Regions from separate parts of the Sus scrofa genome. Here region 2 is linked to region 1. A link is a contact called in public HiChIP or PLAC-seq data. All regions are on one chromosome and are shown on one strand. The core of a region is the stretch at or near the end of the contact, and the rest is flanking DNA. Distances in the headings are between cores, read along the strand shown. Region 1 holds the start of ATP6V1F (V-type proton ATPase subunit F). Region 2 holds the start of CALU (calumenin).

The links. HiChIP or PLAC-seq counts read pairs in DNA pulled down with a chosen protein or histone mark.
Region 2: a contact with region 1 is called in an H3K27ac HiChIP or PLAC-seq map of alveolar macrophages. The contact joins the promoter of CALU here to the promoter of ATP6V1F in region 1. A contact is called at or near these places in 1 of 5 promoter capture datasets (fetal skeletal muscle), 2 of 47 Hi-C or Micro-C datasets (heart right ventricle and liver) and 2 of 2 datasets of contacts at active chromatin or transcription factors (alveolar macrophages and skeletal muscle).

What each region holds. Positions count from the first base shown.
Region 1 is chr18:19,755,160-19,758,491 of Sscrofa11.1, reverse strand. It overlaps ATP6V1F (V-type proton ATPase subunit F), which reads left to right and starts at 1,786. Exons shown (of 2, transcript XM_003134698.3): 1 at 1,786-2,078. The coding sequence starts at 1,921.
Region 2 is chr18:19,874,267-19,877,598 of Sscrofa11.1, reverse strand. CALU (calumenin) reads left to right here and starts at 1,795. Exons shown (of 7, transcript XM_003484023.4): 1 at 1,795-1,915.

The DNA of each region.
Region 1 (3,332 bases), core at 537-3,036:
CTCTCCCCCTCAATCCCAAGGGAGCTCCTTGAGGACAGAAGTCATATTTTATCAGTCTGTGTCCTAAACCTCTTCTTGGCCCCCTCTGATAAATGCTGGTTGAATGAAATCACGAGTGATATATGTGGCACTGTCCCAGCTCCCTACTTGACCTGAAAGACCCTTTGAAGCAGGATCCATTGTCAAGTATTCAACTACTTATGGTCATTAAGGGCCGGCTCTGTCCAGGCTTCTACACCCACCCTCCCTCCCTGCCTTCCCGCCCACTTCTCCCCCAGATGTGAGCGTTTTCCTGCAAGGTTAGCTGGCTCCTGCCTCAGCTTCAGCTGCCCTCCCCGGACTGCAGGATGGCCTCAGGTGCCGAGCATTTAGGGACTTCATCTCACTTAATTCTAACCGCCCTATGAGGCAGTTATCAGTTAACCGCCCTATGAGGCGGTTATCTGAAAAGACCAAGGTCCCGAACATTTCAGGGATGAGTCCCAAATCACAGCTCTGAGCAGCAGGGCTGAGATTCAAACCAGGTGTGCCCAAATCCCCAGCCTACCACACAGTGAACCCCTATCTGCATGTCTCAAGTGCTCTAAACTTGCAAATCACATGCCAGACGCCAGGATGCCTGCTCTTTAAAAGGGCGGGGGAGCAAGCGGACCTTTCTTCAACATGTTCACCGCATAGCGTTCAGGAATGTTACTCCTGACCACCCCAGCCGCATAGGCCAGAAACCTGGAAGCACCCTATCACTCCCCAAACTAGTTCCGTCCATGCTGTCTCTAAACCCCTCTTGACTCCACCTGCTTCTCCACATTCGCCATCACCACCACTACATGGGTTCTGGCCACCACTCTCTCTCCACAATGGTTTCTCCTCTTTTAGTCTGGCCTCGGCACACGGCATGGTCTCCATGCTATCTCTAAAACTTGAACCTGGCCGTTTCATTCTCTTCAACTAAATCCTTCAGGGGTTTCAGCGTAACTTCAGTCGTCCTCAGGGTAACTTCCAGATTCTTTAGCTTTTCTTGAAGGCACTGATGCTCTCTAGCCCTAAGTCTTTGCACGTGCTGTTCCTCTTCCCCAGAACACCCTCTTGCCCTCATTTTTTTTTTCTTTCCTTACAGCTGCACCTGTGGCTTATGGAAGTTCCCAAGCTAGGGGTCAAATCAGAGCCGCAGCTGCCAGCCTACATCACAGCTACACCGGATCCGACCTGCACCTGCGACCTACGCCGCAGTTTGCGGCAACGCCTGATCCTTAACCCTGAGTGAGGTCAGGGATGGAACCCCTATCCTCCCAGAGATTAGTCAGGTTCTTACCCGCTAAGCCACGATGGGTACTCCTTCGTCCTCATTTCTATCCCCTTCATCCTGCTAGCGACCTTCTCTGTGCGCTCCCTCTCCCACAGATTAGTTACACCTGATGTGGGCTTCCACATACTTCTCACGTTTCAGCAAATAACACACTGCTTTGTGAATCCTCTATCGCACTAGAGAGTATCATCAACTTATCCATCCTCTTATTAACTGAATATGTACTAGTTGTTAACCGTCTGCCATAGTTACATAAACAGTCGGTACAAGACTCGGACCTTACCCTCGAGAACGGGAACTGTCTTGTCGGCGTCTCGGCATCTTAACACAGCAAAAGGCTCGACACGTTTGTAGAAGAAGGATCGAACTTGCCTGCGAAACCCGGGGAGGCCGCTCGGACTTCTGGGAACCGTAGGCCTGGGGAACGGCCCTCCCTTTATAGCGCAGGCGTATGCAGATTCGGGCGCCTTTGCTGTTGTTGCGCATGTCCCAGGAGGCGGAGTGGTGGAACTGCGCATGTCTAAAGAGCCGGGGGTGGGGCCGAAGAGGCGGGGCACTGCGAACCCGGAGCTCGGTGACACCCGGCGGTCGCGGCTGGCTGTCTGACTCTGAGGATGGCGGGGAGGGGGAAGCTAATTGCGGTGATCGGAGACGAAGACACGGTGACTGGCTTCCTGCTGGGCGGCATAGGGGAGCTTAACAAAAACCGCCACCCTAATTTCCTGGTGGTGGAGAAGGATACAACCATCAATGAGATCGAAGACACTTTCCGGTACGGTTGCCCGCAAGGCCTGAACGCGACCTTCTGGGGTCTGGTGGGAGTGCGGGGAGAAGGCGGGGGTGTCGCTGGGCGTCCAGACGTTGGCCGAAGTGTCAGATCCCGTCCTCGACGGTCTGGAAAGTCGGTCCACCCACCTATCCGGAGCGAAGGCCTACGCGCCCCAAGTTCCCTTTAGGGGCTTGGTGGGGCCGAGGCTATGTCGGGTCCACAAACTCCCTTCTCACATGACCGTGTGTCAGGAAAGAAGGGGAACAGAGCTCGTGACGGGCGGGCACCACCCTTTGGCCCAACCTGGCCCGCGAGAGCTGGGCGTCCAGTGCACCCAAGCCCCACAAAGGGTCAGTCTCAGATCCTCTGCAGGGGTTCCCCCAGTTCACCCGTAGAGCAGGCTCCGGTCACTGCAAGCAGTCGACTCTTTTGCGAGTTGGCTTCTAAAGGAACCACACATTCAGTGAGTGGACTCGAGCTTTTCTTTGTGTTTTCATCTCCCTTAGAGGCTCTCACAATCGTGATGTAAGGCCATGGTTATTCCCACGTATAAGCGAGAAGACTGAAGCTCAGAGAGGTCAAGGCACATTCTAAAGTCATACGATTCACAAGAGACCTAGTGGGGATTTGAACCCTGTCCCTCCCTTTCTGCCTTTCTTAAGCCAGGTCTACTCTCTGCTTGTGCAGCTCTCCTTGGTCTGCTTTGGAATTTCCCATTGTCCTGAGCCCAGCGGACAGAATATCAGGACTTCTGCTAAGACCTTACACTTCAAATCTTCGTTTCCTGGCCTGGCTTAAGAGCAGTAGCTTTAAAATGTGGGTGCAGGCATGTCCCTTAATCCAGGAGGCATCCTGGTGACTAGAGTGGAGGATGCTTGCCCCCTGTTCTTTCCCACACCCTTTCTTCTAGGGCCCCGGTGCCAAGTCTCTCAGGAACAAACCACTCTTGCCTGTTTCCCCCTAAACAGCCCAGCCCTGAGCCGCTGGCTGAGACTGGTTCCTGTTGCCTGGGGTATGTTAGGCCCTGCGCAGAGAAGCTCATCTCTGCTGATCAGTCCAGTAAAGTGATCCAAGTTGTCATGAGAGAAGGGCAAATTTTACTTCAAGAACTTTCCAACCAAAGGGACTTCAGAAAATCATCAGGTCTATGGAGTTCCTGTCATGGCTCAGCAGAAACGAATCTGATTACATCCATGAGGATGCAGGTTCGATCCCTGGCCTTGCTCAGTGGCTTGAGGATCTGGTGTTGCGTGACCT
Region 2 (3,332 bases), core at 546-3,045, 120 kb before region 1:
ATATATATATATTTAAAAATGCCTTGTGATGCAGGCTGTTTTATATAGTTAATCCCTATTAGGAGATGCACATCCCTGAAAGAACCACTTTCAATCTCATTCCATCTCTATCATGTAGGGACAAGCTTAGAAACCTTCAGAAGACCCACAATTCCCACTGCCTTTACCTCAGGCTCTTCAGAACTCAGGCTCCCCCTCCACCCCTACCTTTTTTTATTTCCCTTGTCCCCTCTCTGGCTTAAGAATTATACTTCCTACTCTGACTCCTATTTGCCCTTGTTGCTATTATTCCTTTTGCTGAATAGTGCATTCAGGAATTTCTTAGTCCAGCCTGAGTCACACCTTCTTAGGAAGACCTCTGGCTACCACAAAGGATTACAGTCACTCCTTTGTCTGAATTCCCAAAGAATTTGTTGTCAACTTCTCATCTTGATAGTTAAACTAAGTTGCTTTGTATTTAGCTCTCTCTCAAGCATACCACTTGTCTCAACTGGATTTGAAAATATAGAGGCTTTAGGTGCTAAGAACATAGTAGGCTGCAAACATTGTAGCCCTCATTTAATTTTAATTTCATGACTTGAAAAATGAATACGTTAATAATTTCTTGTGTTCCTCTTAAATCAGGGACATGCAATGGTTTCCACCCACTCAGGTCACTTAACATTATTGCTATTATTATTTTTTTGGCAACATTTCTTGGGCCGCTCCCGTGGTATATGAAGGTTCCCAGGCTAGGGGTCCAATCGGAGCTGTAGCCACCAGCTCCAGGGCCGCAGCAACTCGGGATCGGAGCGCGTCTGCAACCTACACCACAGGTCACGGCAACGCCTGATCCTTAACCCACTGAGCAAGGCCAGGGATGGAACCCACAAGCTCATGGTTCCTAGTCGGATTCCTTAACCACTGCACCACGACGGGAACTCCAGTTCACTTAACATTATTAAGCATTTACTTTGAACTAGGCAGTAAGCCTCAGACCTGTAGACGAAGATGAATACAGGCAGATCTCTACCCTGGAGCTTAGTCTGGGAAGGACAAATGTTATAAGCAGCGGTTGACAGCAAAATCTGTCCAAGCATACTGAAGATGCAAAGTGCTAATGAGGGTAAATAAGAGAGGAATTACTTTGTCTAGTGGAGTCGGGAAAGGCTTCTAGAGCTAACATCTGAACCCGGATTTCTGTGTACTGGGACTTCCACTGTCCATTCACAAGGCAGAAAATCTGGAAAACGCCCTCACTCCTGTAAATTGTATTTGTGTGGGAAGGTCTGTTGACTAGCGATGTTAGGAAACACCGAGATGATGATGGTGGCCAGAGCGCAAGAAATGTGAGAGGGAGTGGTGGGAGACCCAAGTGGAGTCGACCCTGAAGAGCCTCCAGTAGGGTACCCCATCTGGGCAATAACGCTGAAGGGAAAGGAGAGGTTGGGATTGTTTAATATAGTTGGCAACTGATAGAGTCGGATTAATTCGGCCACAGGTTCTCGTGGTCACGAAGATAATTAGTAGGGTAATCTAAGAAGGCCTATGGAGGCCGAGTCACGCGCTGCGAATCGGGACGTGGCGGCCAGACAGCCGCGCCCACACGCCACCGGTAGTAACTGGCCAAGATCCCGCCAACCCCGCAGGGCTGGGAAAAGAGTTGGGCGGGAATCCTGTCCACGCAACTCGGCGCGCTCGCGAGGACGTGGCGCTTTGCAGCCAATCCCGACTACGTGACCGTGGGACCAATGGCTGTCCGGGGGAGCTGTGCGTCAGTGGCGAGTTTGTCGGTGATTGGTCCGGAGGCTGCCGGCGAGGAGGCTAGGGGCGGGGCGAGGAGCCGCTTCCGGTTGGGCGGTGCTTGCGCGGTAGAGCTGAGCCGGTGGGTGAGCGGTGGCTGCGGCATCCCGGGCTGTGGGCGCTAGGACTAGAGGTAAGTACCGCAGTGCACTGCCCCTCGGCCGCTGACTCCTCTTTTTTCGCTTTCTTTTTGTGCTCTGGATCTCGCTCCCGGCGCGGCAGGGCCTCTTTGGCTCAGGGCCCCTGTTTCTGCCAGCTCAGGATTTCGGGGCCTAAGCCTGCTGGCCACTGCCCGGCCCTCGGCGCGCAGTCTATGTCGGAGGCCGCCGCTCGCCTTACCGCTTCCTCTGGGAAGGGGCCTGGGTCTTTGATGAACGACGGCTCCTGGCTTTGCGTCCTGTGGGGCACAGTTTTGTGCTTTACTTGCCCCGTCCGCTGGCCCTGCGCCCCGCTTGTCACTGAGTTCCTCGTCCTAAAGGGTCATTTTTGTTTGCCTCCTGAAGGTCGGAGAGCAGTCACATAGCGTTTTTGTTACACCTCCCTGCCGCTTCCCACGCACTGGTCTGCTTGTGTCCGCCAGCCCCGCCCCAAGGCCACATCCCGAGAGGACCGTGCATCTGCCAAGAATGTTCGCGGACTTTGAGGGTGTAGAAACAGGGGGGAAAGAAAGCATGAAGACACTTCTTGATTTTTTTTTTTTCTTAAACCTCTACAGTTTTAAAGAAAAGATGAATATTTCAAGCTTTCAGGTTTGGCTACATGCTTCAGTCAGCGACAGAAATATTTAAAAGTTTCATTAAGGAATTGTATTTTTACTTTGTTTTGTTGCTTCTAACCCCAGACCCTAGATCTGGTTTTTGGCATGCTGTGTTTATAAATAAACTTAAATTCCCTACAGCTGCCCTGATTAGGAGTTGTGTGATTTGCAGCTCCAAACACTGCTTTTCCATCAAGGCGAAAAGCTCCCTGGCTCTCCTGCTAAAACTTTAGGGCCTTTAGTCTGAAGTCCTAAGTGTATAAAGAAAGTCCCAGAATAGTGTCTTTGGGAATTCAATTGCATTTATTTTCTGGCCTGAACCATAAAGTCAACGTTAATGAATCAGGAATAAGGTTGCTTCTTTTTGTGTAGCTAAGAGGTAGGGAATGGTGGGATTTTTTGATAAATTACTTTTTGCTGTAGAATGGAACTTGATACAAGACAAATGCATGTTTGACCTCATTGAGTAAATTTAGTTAACCAAGTACCAAACGATGGTCGTCAGTGAAGAATTTATATGATATAGTACAAATGAGGGTCCAGAGGAAACCTGTAAATTTTATTTGTGTGGGGAGAGGATGAGTTTGCCTAGGCCTAATCTTGAGATTTACAGTGATTCAAAGATCTCCAATAGGATTCTTTTGAGAATCACAACTAGAAGAAACATGAGCAAAGAAGAATTGAGTATGCTTGAGTGGATAGTACTCAGATACAGCTTTGAAATCAACTCCTAATCATCACTGTTAATATAATCATTTGCTTTTTATTCATCCAGTGTCAAAAGATACTTATG